2 separate regions of the Sus scrofa genome follow, and region 2 is linked to region 1. Evidence: chromatin contacts called from public Hi-C data. All regions are on one chromosome and are shown on one strand. Each heading gives the region's core, a stretch centred on a gene start, on an enhancer-like site or on the middle of the called end of the contact. The rest is flanking DNA. Distances are from core to core; before and after follow the strand shown. Region 1 overlaps CLCN1 (chloride channel protein 1). Region 2 overlaps LOC106508196 (a long non-coding RNA gene).

Evidence for each region. Hi-C and Micro-C count contacts between places; a contact is called where the count stands out from the background.
Region 2: a contact with region 1 is called in a Hi-C map of liver, with 4 times the contacts expected there. The contact joins two enhancer-like sites. A contact is called at or near these places in 3 of 47 Hi-C or Micro-C datasets (blood, liver and skeletal muscle).

What each region holds. Positions count from the first base shown.
Region 1 is chr18:6,930,786-6,938,091 of Sscrofa11.1, forward strand. It overlaps CLCN1 (chloride channel protein 1), which reads right to left. Exons shown (of 21, transcript XM_021078562.1): 2 at 6,020-6,140; 3 at 5,482-5,613; 4 at 4,783-4,911; 5 at 4,167-4,300; 6 at 2,718-2,795; 7 at 1,630-1,708. Among named protein-coding and RNA genes, the nearest start is that of CLCN1, 7.1 kb to the right of the region's middle. Within about 2 kb of position 2,581, at least 53 of the 83 cell types and tissues checked have an H3K27ac peak or open chromatin away from gene starts, as enhancers often do. A contact at or near this core is called in liver, where this site is marked.
Region 2 is chr18:7,011,470-7,018,775 of Sscrofa11.1, forward strand. All of the region lies in intron 1 of LOC106508196 (a long non-coding RNA gene), which reads left to right. Among named protein-coding and RNA genes, the nearest start is that of TAS2R40, 12 kb to the right of the region's middle. Within about 2 kb of position 2,587, at least 11 of the 83 cell types and tissues checked have an H3K27ac peak or open chromatin away from gene starts, as enhancers often do. A contact at or near this core is called in liver, where this site is marked.

The sequences.
Region 1 (7,306 bases), core at 1,331-3,830:
TAAATAAACAGATATGACTGCTTTCTCTGACCACACCCACATGTTAGTCATCCAGGACAAGGAAAATAATCTGAAAGGCTGCCCTTTGTTTCATACTTGTAGGAAGAGCTAAACTCAACTTTAACTTGCTGTCAAAGAATAATGACCCTTTAATTCTCATCTATAGTCCTCATTTAAAGCTGATCATTAATCTAAATAAGGTCCACCTAACCTCCCACGTCCTTAACACACAACCAAGGTAAGTCTTCCCTTGAAGAAGAAAGTGCATAGTACATTATACTTCTTCTTCTTCTTTTTTTTGGTCTTTTTGTCTGTTCTAGGGCCTCACTCACGGCATATGGAGGTTCCCAGGCTAGAGGTCCAATCGGAGCTGTAGCTGCCAGCCTACACCAGAGCCACAGCAACGTGGGATCCGAGCCACGTCTGTGACCTACATCACAGCTCATGGCAATACCAGATCCTTAAATCACTGAGCAAAGGCCAGCGATCGAACCCTCAACCTCATGGTTCCTAGTTGGATTCGTTAACCGCTGAGCCACGAAGGGAGCTCCACATTATATGTCAATAAAAAAAAAAAAAAAAGAATGATTCAAGAGAGAGGAAAAAAGGAGTTCCCTGGTGGCTCAGTGGGTTAAGGATCTGGCATTGTCACTCCTGTGGTTCAGGATCTATCCCTGGCTGGGGAACTTCTAGATGCCACAGGCGTGGCCAACAAAAGAGAGAGAGGGGGAGAGAACAGGAACATACGTACGCAGAAGTCCCTGGCTAGGAGATGTAATTAAGTGAAGAGCAAAATCCAACAATATGAAAAGGTTTTAGGAGTTCCTGTTATGGCTCAGCGGAAATGAATCTGACTAGTATCCATGAGGATGCAGGTTCAATTCCTGGCCTCGATCAGGGCTTAAGAATCTGGATCTGGCATTGCCGTGAGCTGTGGTGTAGGTCACAGACTCGGCTCAGATTCCATGTTTCTGTGGCTGCGGTGTAGGCTGGCAGCTGTAGCTCCAATTCCATCCCTTGCCTGGGAACTTCCATATGCACTATAGCTCTACAAAGCAAAAAAAAAAAAGGTTTTTTATTATTATTATTATTTGGTTGGGTTTTGTTGTTGTTGTTGTTGTTTTTGCTTTTTAGGGCCGCACCTGCACCATATGGAAGTTCCCAGGTTAGGGGTCGAATCAGCTGTAGCCGCCAGCCTACACCACAGCCAAAGCAACGTCAGTGGGGTATCTGCGACCTACCCCACAGCTCTCGACAGTGCTGGATCCTAACTCACTGAGCGAGGCTTTATTTTTTAATGTTTTAGAAAGGTTTTCATATAAGCTGGGGAAGCACAAAAGCCACCTCAGTTTTCCTTCCTGGCTATTCCATTTACTAGCAGGCCGACCTTGCTCAGGCCCCTTACTCGCTCCTCTCTCTCTGCCTTAATGTCTATCTCACACGGCTCTGGGCAGGAATGGATGTCACGTCCGCAGAACACGGTCGGCACGTGGTAAATGCTCAGAAAAAGTTCATCTTGCAATACTCTTGTTTTAACTGATGGTACTCATGCTTGGGGATGCTGACAAAAACGGTTTTGGGAGCAAGATCAGCCAAGTGGATGGATGCAGAGGGGGGTAGATCACTTGCCTCCAAGTGGTGTCCCAAAACAACAGCCGACTCCTACGGCACAGCCCACCGTCAGCATGTCAGTGTAATAGTATGGCTGCTACTAGGGGAGAGACAGACAGAGAACGAGATGGGAGGGACAGGAGGGGGGCAGAAGAGGAAAGGAGAGGTGAGGATGGGGAGTAAGGCAGAAGGAGAGGCTTAAGTCACGGGGAATCATAGTGGCCCATGTCCCCTGCCGTCCCTAGGCCAAGAGAAAGTTCGTTAGTTCGGCAAAGAGGAAGTAACTTCATAGCGCGAAGCCAAACATAGAAAATGAAATCAAATATACGGAAGGCAGTAAGCCAATGATCATCAGAGAGGGGCTCAAGACGGAGACAATTAGGGCAAGAAATGTCAATAGCAAGACAGACAGGGAAGAACTTCAGCAGCAATAAAGCCGGCAAAAATAGCCACCAACCTCAAAAGAACACACAGCCCTCTGGTTAAAAAAAGCGTGGATGCCTGGAGACCAGGGGCTGTGGTCAGGGTCACTCTTTGAAGGCCCACCCATCAGTCCCCTCTCCACCCCCTAAGCTGGTGGCAGCCCAAACCCTCCCTTGCGAGTCGTGCTCAGACCACCGGGGTAGCGAGGAAGGGGGACTTGCCTCCGACGGGGGCGGCAAAGCAGCATCCCACGCCCACCGCGCAGGCCGACACCAGGAGATCAAGCTGCCCAGGCACGGTCTGCAACAGAGAAGCGAGCGACCAGACGGCTGGAGGGCTGGGGCGGCAAGTGCGCGAGAGGTCGGGAGGTGGGGAGACCGGGAATGACAAAGGGACGGGGCTGCTTTGGAGGGAAACTGACACAGGGGTGCCGAGGAGCGGGAACACGTGCGGACCCCCAGGCGCTGGGCTGGGATCAGGAAGGGAGGGGCGTCCCGGGACCGCACAGGCTCAACAGCGGCCTCGTGCGGCTGGAGCGGGCGGCGCCGGGGATGTGCGCGGGGGAGGCGGGAGCGTGGTTAGCTCAGTGCCCGGCTCAGCATCACAGCCAACCCAGAGCCAAGGCAGCCCTACCCCACACTCCGAGCACGCAGCCCCGCCGCATTCTACCTTCTCCGCCTTACCTCATACACCCCACAGAAAACCGACATGAACTTGCTGAGGACAGCAGCGCAGATGCTGGCAATGTGGACAAAAGGGCCCTGGGAGAGAGGAGGGGACAAGGGGTCAGGGGCCGGGACGGGGGAGGGGCAAGACGGGGCGGGGGGGGGGGCTTGGTGGCATTTCTGGACCACATTGGTTGCTCCAGGCACTGTACCAGGAGCCGGAAATATAGGCAATGAGTGGGATAGGAATTCTGCCTTCACACAGTTTCAATCCCGGGAAAGAGAGAGAGGAAAAGGCAGCCTGTTATCAATTCAGAGAATGAAGACATGGAGGAAGGGTAAGAGGAGGGAGAGGCAGGACAACTAGGGAGGGGTGGGAAGGTCGCAAATGAGTAGGGCCTCGAGTGAACTCAGGGCATGAGCCACGCAGTGTGAAAAGAAGGCTGTTCCAGGCGGAGGGAACAGCAAGGGCGGGAGCCCCTGGTGGGGGGCAGGAAGTACGTCCTCACTCAGGCACAGGGGAGGACGGGCAGCCTGGGAGGAGAGGAGCCCAGACCAAGAGGAGCCAGATCACCACAGGTCCCCTGGGCCCTGGGAAGAGGAGCAATGGACAGCCCTGAAAGGTTCCTGAGCAGAGCCCAGACCTTCCTGAGTGCACTTTGAAAAGATGACTCTGGCTGCAGTGGATCAAGAGCTCACATAGCATGACTTTGAGGTTCTGTGGGTGAAGCATCTTTGTGGTTCAGTGGTTAAGAACCTGATGGGCATCCATGAGGATGCCAGTTCGATCCCTGGCCTCACTCAGTGGGTCAAGGATCCGAGTTGCCGTGAGCTGTGGTGTAGGTGGCACATGTGGCTCAGATCTGGCGTTGCTGTGGCTGTGTCGAAGGCCGGCAGCTGTAGCTTCTATTCGACCCCTAGCCTGGGAGCTTCCACATGCTGCATGTGCAGCCCTAGACAAAACAAACAAACAAACAAAAAGCATAACCTTGAAAAAAGCCTCTTTTAGGTCTCAGTTTTCGCAGCATTTGTCTACATTATCTCTAAGGCAGTGGTTCTCAGCTGGGGGGTAGATTTTGCCTCCAGGGGACATTTGGTAATGTCTGGAGACATTCTGGCTGTCATATGGGGGTGGGGGGCTGCTACCGGCACGTAGGAGTAAGGCCATGGAGGCTGCTAATGTCCACATGGTTCCCCAGTACCAAGAGGTACTCAGCCACAAACACCAACAGTGCGCAGGATGCGAGATTCTGCTCTAAGACACTCCAGTTCCGTTTTCTGTCACTGCGCCCCAGCACAAGGACCCTCCCATGTCCCTCCCCTTCGGAATGACCCTTGGCCCTGGCTCCCACACCTGCCCCACGGACTATCCCCCTCCCTCCACCCCTCCCCACACCCCCACAGCCCCCACCACCGTCCTCTGCCTTCGGCCCTGCCCAGCTCACCCCTTAGTAGCTGGCGTCCTACCTCCTTCCCCACGGGGATGCCACTGCCCAGCCCCGCGGTCAGGGCCACAACCTTGGCCACAAAGGCCTTGAGGGTGAGGTATTCCTTCAGGACAACCCCGCGAAGTATGGTCTTCATTTCAGGGATTCCAGAGCCTAAAAGGGTTTTTAAAAATGATTCCGTGGAGGAGTTCCCGTTGGGGCTCAGCAGTAACAAACCCGACGAACATCCATGAGGATGCGGGTTCAATCCCTGGCCTCACGCGGTGAATTAAAGAATTTGGTGTTGCCTTGAGCTGTGGTGTGGGTCACAGACGTGGCTAGGATCCCACACTGCTGTGACTGGGGCTGCGGCTACAGCTCTAATTTGACCCCTGGCCTGGGAACCTCCATATGCTGCAGGTACAGCCGTAAAAAAGAAAAAGATTCTGTGCAGGTTCAAGCTGGAGGTTAAAGGGAGATGGACATCCAAACAGTGGGGGCCTGGGAGGACAATGGCAGAGCCGAGAAAGGGCTGTCAGGGGGTTGGGGGAGGGAGGGGGGGGGAGAGGGAGGGAGGGAAGTTCGAGGTCCACAGGCCAGTGATGCTTTGGGGGTTATGTTGATGCATCACAGCGTAGGATCTGGGAAGTTCTCACCGACAGCCTGAGGGGAGATGAGGTGGCAGAAGAGGGCGCTGAAGAGGATGAGGACGAGGGGGAAGGTGACCCAGACCAGGAACTGCAGAGGCAGGTTGGGCTGCATCTGGTAGTAGGTCCACTTGTAGGCTGCAGAGACAGGCATCTGGGCTCAGTCCCATCTGGGTGGCATGTCACCGCCACCCCCATGCCTGCAGCACAGGACAGCATGCTAGGAGCGTGCTCCCTTCAGGGCTGTCCCATTTGACCTCGGAGATGACACTACGGCACTGTTCTCTTTCACATGTGGGGGATCTCAGCTGGGGGAGGTGGTGTGGCCCATTCAGGTCCCCACCACTTGCAGGCGGTCAAGTCCCCAGCGGAGCAGCCAACCACACTCAGTGGGTGCATCGTTAGAGGTCATATGGTGCCTACTCGCCCCGTTTTACTGGGCACTGAGAGGTTCCTGGGACTCCAGACATGTCCAGTTGCCCAAACTGGAAAGTCTGAAGAAAACTGGGACAAGTTGGGCACCCTGCAGCTTGGCTGGTAGCAGATGAGAGGGGCAGGAAGAATGGATCTGGGTCTGGTCTTATCCTGGGCCAGAATCACCCCAGATCTCATATGTGCCCCCCAACCCCCATCCGCTTACCCTAGGTCGAAACTCTAGAACAGCCACAGTGAGGGGAGGGCCGAGGACAAAGGGCCGGGTTAACCTACCCTGAAGGCTTTTGGCACTGACATAATCCATGCACCAGCTGACCAGAGCCATTAGTAGCCCCAGGAGCACCAAAAAGATCCAGTCTTCCCCTAATTTTCTTCTCACTACAAGTCCCATTCGGTGGATACAACCTAGGAAGACAGAGTGAAGCAGATCGGGCGAGCAGTCACTGCTGTGTGTGTGGCTGAGGACTGGGGAGGTGCTGGGCCCTCAGGGTCTTGTCTGCACGTCTCAGTCCCTGAGTCTCCCCTCCCCTCTCTGCCCTTCGCAAGGCACCAAAGTCCAATTCCCCATGGGCTGCTCGATTGATTCCTTTCTAGACTCCTGTTACTTGGGGCTGTGCGGGAGGGACAGCAGGAAGGCGGCGTGAGGAGGAGGTGGGAGCTGGGTCTTTTCCTCGGTCCTTGGAGGAGGGCTTCGGGGTGTGTGTGTGGGGACAGTGCGGAGGGAAGTGTAGGCAGGGGGACTTGCGGGCCCATGTCCTAGCCCCTGAACCTCCTTCCATCCCGGATGCCTTTATGCCCCAGTCCCTGTCACCTTGACATTTAGAATAGCGGTCCTCATCCTTGCTGTCCACGGAAGAACTGGAGCCCATCTTCTCGGGCATCCCCATGTCTGGCTCCTTGTCTGAGAACTGCTCTTTGTGATGGCCATAAATCTGGACAGAGGGAGATGGGAAAGGTCTTTCCTGATGTTCAAGAGAAGCAGACGGACACTCACAGACCCCCAGAAAAATACAAATAGCGTTTCCTTTTTTTTTTTTTTTTTTTTGCTTTTTTAGGGCCACACCCTCGGCCCTGGAAATTCCCAGGCTAGGGGTCAAATCAGAGCTGTAGCCGCCAGCCTGCACCAGAGCCACAGCCACACGGGATCCGAGCCACGTCTGCGACCTACACCACAGCTCATGGCAACGCCGGATCCTTAACCCACTGAGCAAGGCCAGGATCGAACCCGAAACCTCATGGTTCCTTGTTGGATTCGTTTCCGGGACTGCAACCTACATCACAGCTCATGGCAATGCCAGATCCCGACCCACTGATTAAAGCCAGGGATCAAACCCACGTCCTCATGGATACTAGTCGGATTGGTTTCCACTGCACCACAATGGGAACTCTCAGGGAGGCCAATTTCTACTCTGAAGTAGAGATACAAGAACTGTGCTAAGACTGGGCCTCCGTGTCAATTAGGTGTTTTATGTGTCACTACTTCCTGTGTCTCAGCCACTTTCTCTCTCATTTCCCCAGGCCCCCCACACGGACAGGGACGGGGTGAGAGTGAAGAGGAGCATGTGAGCAGTTACAGACTAGCAGGTGACACTCTTGGTTGCACTTGGCCTTGGCATGTCTAGCCTTACTTGAGGCCCCTCAGATGCTCTGCCAGGCCCAGAGGAAGCCCATCCGCCTCCCCTCCTCACGCTTGTATGCACCTAGAGGACCCAGCCCCCATAAGGCAAGGCAGTCCACTTCTATCCAGAGCAAGGTAATCAGATGCTCACCCAAACGTGAAGAGGGCAGAGCAGCAGCCCTCCAGTCTGGTAGCCCTCCACTCCCATCCCCAAATGGAGCCTGTGTGTGTGTGTGTGTGCGTGTGCACATGCACGTGTGTGCAAGGTCTCTGACTCCTTTTAGGCTGCCCCACCCCCACTGCACTAACTCTGTCCTCTGGGGCCAGGGTCAGGCCAGGCCATGTTGCTGGTTCTGGGAGAGCCTGGGTAGAAGAGATCTGATTTCACAATACGAGCAGCAGACTTTACGGCTGAGTCCTGGAGAGGCAGACACAAACTCTCTGCTCACAGCTTTTTCGCCTTCTGGGATGAGGTTAGTT
Region 2 (7,306 bases), core at 1,337-3,836, 81 kb after region 1:
CAGTGATCCTAACTCAGGCCCCCAATCTTTTTTTTTTTTTAATTTTATTGGAGCATGGTTGACCTACAATGTTGTCCCAAATCTTAAGCCCTAAACCTTACTGCTCCTCAAGACTCCCGTCACCCAGAATCCCTTGGTGAACCTGCAGGTTAAGCTAAATGTCTCTTTCCTGGGTCCTTGAACTGTCCTATATATTCTCTTACTGTGCCCTTGTCATGGTATATAGGAATTTGCAAAATCTCCCATTGTATTGCAAGCTTCTGCAGGGAGAAAGGTGTGTGTGTGTGTGTGTGTGTGTTTTAACCTCAGGTACAGAGAGAGTTAAGTTAATCATTCGCATTCAATTCAGAGGACACTATGATCCTACACATCTGTCCTCATCTTTGTTGTTTTTTATTTTTATTTTTATCTTTTTAATTTTTAGTCACACGTGGTGCATATGTAAGTTCCCAGGCTAAGGGCCAAATCAGAGCTGCAGCTGCTGGCCTACACCACAGCCACAGTAACAAGGGATCTGATCCACATCTTGGACCTACACCACAGCTCACAGCAACACCAGATCCTTAACCCACTGGGCGAGGCCAGGGATTGAACCCTCGTCTTCATGGATACTAGTTGGGTGCATTACCACTGAGCTATGGTGGGAACACCTCAATGGGGTTCTTGTGAGGATAATAAGCATTCCCTATCCTTATTATTAACCTTCACCTGCTGGTCTACACCATGGACACAGCCACGCAGGGTCCGCACCTCATCTGTGACCTACACCACAGCTCCCCTACCCACTGGGCGAGGCCAGGGATGGAACCCTCATCCTCATGGATACTAGCTGGATTCGTTTCTGCTGTGTCGCAATGGGAACTCCCTGAGATAGTATCTTATTATTGTTTTAATTTGGATATTTCTGGTTACAAGTGCGGGTGAGTCCATCTCCTGTCGTCCTTCAGAGCCTCCTCTGCCTATTTGTGTGTTTGTGTGTGCGCACCCCAGTTTTTCCTGTGTAGTCTAGCTAGTGGTCTCCACATTGTAAATGTCTCCTCCTTGACTTGTGTCATCTGTGACTTTCATTGAATGGAATGCCAATCAATATTTGAGCTTTCAGGAGCTTGTTTAATAAGATTCTCTACCCTTTAGTCACAAAATTATTTTATATTCTCTTCTATTAATCATATAATTTTACTTTCCATATTTAGGTCTTTTACCCATTTGTATTTACCTTCTAATCCAACTTTATTTTCTTCCAAACAGCCTCATTCCAAGTACCATTTAGTGGATAATCTGCCCTTTGCCCCCCTTATATGTGGCTGAAATTTTGTCTTAAGTGCCCATGGATAAATGCATCCTTTTTAATGCTCATTTTCCTGTTCTGTTAGTCTGTTAACTTAGTAGATTGCCTTAATATCTAGTAGAGGTTAGTATGCCTTACTACCTAGTAGATGCCTTTACTCTTCTATGTAAGTTTTAGAAGTCAGTTGTCAAGTCTATTAAAAAATTATCTTATTTCTGGAAAGATCTAGTAGATTTGTTGATAGGTAAGTTCCTTGCTTTTATATGATTCTTATTTACCTTTCTTTTCTTTCTTTTTTTTTTTTTTTTTTTTTTTTTTTTTTTGTCTTTCTATGGCTGCACCCATGGCATATGGAGATTCCCAGGCTAGGGGTCAAATAGGAGCTGTAGCCACCAGACTACACCACAGCTACAGCAACTCGGGATCCTTAACCCACTGAGTGAGGCCAGGGATCAAACCCACGTCCTTATGGATGCTAGTCGGGTTCGTTAATCACTGAGCCACGATGGGAACTCCATATTTACCTTTCTACCCTTACTGCCTGGCATGGTATCTCACATACATAGTGGCTCAGTCAATCTTTATAGAATTGAACTGTTGCTCAGCTGATTTATATTCTTCTTTCTGGGCTGGGAATGGAGTGGTGTGATAATGGAGGCCACATTTGAAGCCATCTGGTCTTCTTTTGAGAGAGGAGAGCAGATATCAGGGGTGTAACCCCTTCTGTAACAGGGACAAGTGTGGCTTTGGTTTTATTTCTTATCATTGCTAAGACTAGCAACCCTTGATTGAAAATAGCTTCTGCCTAGAGCTTTAGAGGTGGCTATACTCAAAGGTCAATAGCTGGGTTCCTAATGGATTTTCAAAGGAGAATATGATGCTTAAACTGCAAGAGGACAGGGGAAAATTTTGCCAGTTCCTTTCTGTGATGGAATTAAGGCCTTGTTGAACTCTGAGTTGCAACCCTCACCCTCTCGGGAGAGGGTTTGTGCTACAGAAATGAGGAGGTTGCCCTCTAGTGACCATAAGTTCATATAACACCCTTTGATTTTGGAGCCCAAGTAATAACAGGAAATGTGTTACACATTGTCTACAGCTTGCGAGGCACTGTTCTAAGTGCACGTTATGACAGTAGCCCCGTGAGACAGAACCATTTATTACCCCTATTTTAAAGATGATGAAATTGAGGCTCAGAGGAGTTAGGCAACTTGCCCAAGGTCACTGAGCCAGTGTTGTGTTGAAATCTGGGCTCTGTGGCTCTGAAATCAGTATGTTCAATCCTTCTGCTATTTTGCCTGAGAGGAAGAGAGGGTGTTGTGGTGGACTTGGTGCCTTCTGGCAAGAGGGCATGGGTGGTGTGCATCTCTTCCACACGGCCCTTCCAGGGACGTCTGGTTGGTAGTTCAAATTCCATCATGGTGGAGGAACTCACACAGTGGGAATTAGAAAATAGTACACTACAGAGATTTTTTCCTTCCTTCCTTCCTTTTTCTCTCTTTCTTCTCCAGAGAACCAATTTGCCAATACACCCCGGGTGAGAATGTCTGAGAAGTCAAAGATATATCCTTAAGTTTTCTTTGGGAAAACTGGAAAAGAGATTTGGGAACTAATGAAAACCTAGTTTTGTTAAAAAAAAAATACAGAGATTTTTAAGACTTTGCTTCTTGATTTTTTTTTTTTTTGGTATGAGAACAGAAACAGGTATTTTTATAACTAATGTAGAACTCCTTAAAATGAAGAAAAACTTATCAAAGTGCTCAGCTGCTTTCTGAGATAAGAAAATAGAACAGTTGCAGGGCCTGTGTTGCTGAGCACACATCACAAATGGCCAAAGAGACAGAGGAGTCAGACAAAACAAGCAGAACTGTTTCTAGAGGAACTTAAGCTAAATCCATCTGGGCCCACTTAACCATTGGTGGGATGGGCAAAGTAGATTTGGAAGAGCAAGAATTCAGAGAAAAACACATGGGTGCCAGTTTGAAGGCGATCAGATCACAGACGGAGAATGGCCATGGCTTTTAGGAGAAATGACACAAAGTCGCTACAATTTCGTACTTTTAGAACCCATAATTTTTTGGGGGCAAAAACTACTAGGAATATTTGAATCGTAGAATAACCCTACTCAAAAGCTTTCAATAGGCAGTACTGGCAACGTGGTGATTGTCCTTGAGGCTGTGCTACATAGAGGATCTTCTTATTTCCCTACTGCTCTGTCTGTTGGAAACTTTCCATAGTTAAAAAGAGGACCAGAGTTCCTGTCGTGGCCCAGCGGAAAGGAATCCAACTAGGAACCATGAGGTCGTGGGTGCGATCCCTGGCCTCCCTCAGTGGGTTAAGGATCCTGTTGCTGTGAGCTGGGTGTAGGTCCCAAACGCGGCTCGGATCCCACGTTGCTGTGTCGGTGGTGTGGGCCGGCAGCTGTAGCTCCGATTTGCCCCCTAGCCTGGGAACCTCCATATGCCGTGGGTGCGGCCCTAAAAAGCAAAAAATAAAATAAAATGAAGATAAAAATAAAAAGAGGACCAAGCTATTGGGCCCTGTAAATGATTATGTTAAAGAGAATAAAATAAAGCATCAAGATCTGTCAGCAAAGGTAGGTCTGAGATGCAGTGTGCAGGGCCTGAAGATGTGGGTAACAGGAAGGTGCGGGAGGCAGATGTGCGTGTGTTCCAAGTTCACCTCTGTATATCTGCTCCCAAGGGAAGAGACCTGGAGAGAACATCATGACTGTCCTTGAAAGGTAACGCTTGAAATCTGAATGTAGCCTTGGTGATGCAGGCGTGACCAATTGCTCTGGGTTGGCCCAGATCTGAGGGTTTTCTGAGATGCAGGACTTTTGAGTTTTGGAACCTGGTTGGTTGGTCACCTTAGCAGTGGAAACGAAGTATGCAAACAGTGAGTGTGTTCTGTGCTTGGAGGGCTTTGATGAATAAGGAAACAGGAGGAAAACCAGGCAGCTGAACAGATCTTGAAGCCAAGGGTGGAAAGTTTTTTTTTGTCTTTTTTGTCTTTTTAGGGCCGCACCCATGGCATATGGAGATTCCCAGGCTAGGGGTTGAATCAGAGCTGTAGCTGCCGACCTACACCACAGCCATAGCAATGAAAGATCCAAGCCGCGTCTGTGAGCTACACCACAGCTCACAGCAATGCTGGATCCTTAACTCACTGAGAAAGGCCGGGAATTGGACCCGCAACCTCATGGTTCCTAGTCGGATTCGTTTCCGCTGCGCCACAGCGTAACTCCCAAGAGTGGAGAGTTTTAAAAGGGGATGGTCACGGTGTCTTGTGACGTGGGAGACCAGACAGAATGGGGACTCAGGCCATAGCGTTTGATTTCTTAGAATGACCGCTTCAGATCAGGACTTGCCAGACACGTTCTTCAGTGACTTAGCCTTTGAAAACAGAAAACAAAGGCAAAATTTCTGTGGTCAGGTACAATCAGTGTAATCAGTGCCAAAATTAAATTTTATTGGCACTTTTAGGATTAGATTTTGATATAGGAATTAATTATTTAAATAACTCATTATAAGGTAAACTGCAAAGTCAAAGGTATTTTGGTCACTTAACAGTTTGATTAGTTCACACAAAGGTTAAGGCCATGGAGTTCCCTGGTGGCTCAGCCAGTGAAGGATCTGGCATTGTCACTGCTGTGGCTGTGATTGCTACTTTGGCATAGGTTTGATCCCTGGCTGGGGAACTTCCTCATGCCACAGGTGTGGTGCAAAAAAAAAAAAAAAGCTAAAGCCATGTCTAGCAGTATTTGGAAATACTTCACTTTTGTATGTTAAGATAAATCTCACATAAAGTTGAGCAAATCTTAGTCAAGAATATAAATGTAAGGAGTTCCCACTGTGGCTCTGAATCTGTTAAGAATCTGACTGCAGTGGCTCTGGTCACTGCAGAGGTGTGAGTCTGATTCTGGCCCAGCACAGTGGGTTAAAGGCTCCAGTGCTGGTGCAGCTGTGGTGCAGGTTGCAGCTATGGCTCGGATTCAACTCCTGGCCTGTGAACTTCCAAATGCCTTGAGTGGTGGTCATAAAATATATATATATATATATATATATATATATATATATATATATATATATAGGCCTATATATATATTTGGCATATATATATAAAATTTGGCATATACATATATATATGGCTAACTTTCACTCTAGAGCAAATCATTTTATCCTCCTTGCTTATCTTTCTCACCATAATTAACTGGTTGAGTCCATGCAGCTTTGTTCTGCTGTGTTGTGAAGGAGGTCTTGGGCCACGGTTTCAGGAATGAGAAGGCTAAGTTAGTCTTCTACGCCTGTTAACTGTTTTTCTTTTGTCAGAAGGTTGCATCCAGCATTGTGGAGAGCAGAAGGCGGGCTATCTATTCTCTTGGGTTGCAGCTTGGACTTTGGGATTCATTCACCAAGTTGTCTGGGCACCAAAGGCACTGGAGCAGAGCTCCACCTGCTCAGATGCACCTTCAGCCAGAGACCCACAAGGTCACGTGGCCTCCCGGTTCTTGTACCTTGATCCCTCCATGGTCAGAGCTTACCTGTGACTTGATCTACTGCTCGTGGTCTCCACACACTCCGTGAGTTCACCCAGGGCTTGTGCTGCTGCTGTTCCTTGTGCCGTTAGGGTTAGGGTTAGGGCTAGGGTTAAGGTTAGGGTAGGGTTAGGGTTGGCATGTGTGGGGAACCTGGGCTAGGTTCACTGCTAGGGCAGGGAATCAGAGGTGGCAGGTGGGGAGTGAGGGGGTGGGGGTAGGAGGTAAGCCATGGTTCCTCTTGTCTCTAACCTCAACAAAGGACCCAGCTTCTTTCATCCCTGTCCCCACACTGATCCCCTGGCAGATACTCCACTGTCCCTTGGGGAGCCAGGTTGTGGCTAGAAGGAAATGTTGGAGGGTGCCCTCAGGGCCCCGAATAGACATGCCTTCCAAGTGACTAGTCTGAGTTTTCCAAGGCATTTTCCCTGACCTTTGCATCCACAGGCAAGCCTACACTTCTCACTGCATTGATGAGTGGAATGCGGACTGAGGTTTGATTCCACTGAGAAGTGAGAGTGAGCCAGACCGGCACCCTGTGAGGTTTCCTGTCTTTTCCGAGTGTCGTATTGACACCTGCTAAGTATTTCTGTCACTCCTGGTCCCAGGTGCACTCAGGGCCACAAGCTGTGATACGCTATCTAGCATCTGGTTTGAATGAACCAGGGATTTGTTTGCGGTCTCTTAGGGCTCTGGGGAGGAGATGCAAACAGCAGCTTTCCCTAGGGAGGGCAGGCTGTAATAGGACCCTTTCTCTTTTGCATCCTTAGGCACTGATGGGGATCTCTAGGGATGTTCAAGGGGACATTTCTTCTCTGGGTCCTGACCTATCTTCCTTCCTTCCTCCCTCCCTCCCTCCGTCCCTCTCTCTCTCTCTCTCTCTTTTTTTTTTTTCCGGTTTTTAGGGCTGCACCTGTGGCAAATGGAGGTTCCCAGGCCAGGGCCCGAATCAGAGCTATAGCTGCCGGCCTATGCTACAGCCACAGAAACTTGGGAACCAAGCCGCACCTGCAATCTATACCACAGCTCACAACAACGCCAGATCCTTAACCCACTGAGTGAGCCCAGGGATTGAACCCGCATCCTCAGGGATATTAGTTGATTCGTTTCCATTTCGCCACAACAGGAATTCTGGCCCTGATCTTTCCTAGCTGGCCAGTGAGACAGAGATAAGGGTTCTGTCCTGAGTTCTTCTCTCTCCAACCCAGAAGGAGCTAAAGCAGGAAGAACAGGATTTACAGTGTTTTGTGGAGAATGAGTTTTAACTGTGAAACTTTGAGGTTGGAGACACAGCCCTGACCCTGTGCGTAGTACCTAGACCTCCCCTGAAGTGTTTGCCAATTGTAATTTAATCCGTTGTTCTTCCCTAGCCTCTGAGCTGGAGAGAGGGTAAAAGCTTTGTTGTATAATCCAGAATCCAGTCCAGTGAGTAGCCTATATGCTCAGTATAATTTTATTGAATAAATAAGTGCACTCATTTTGTA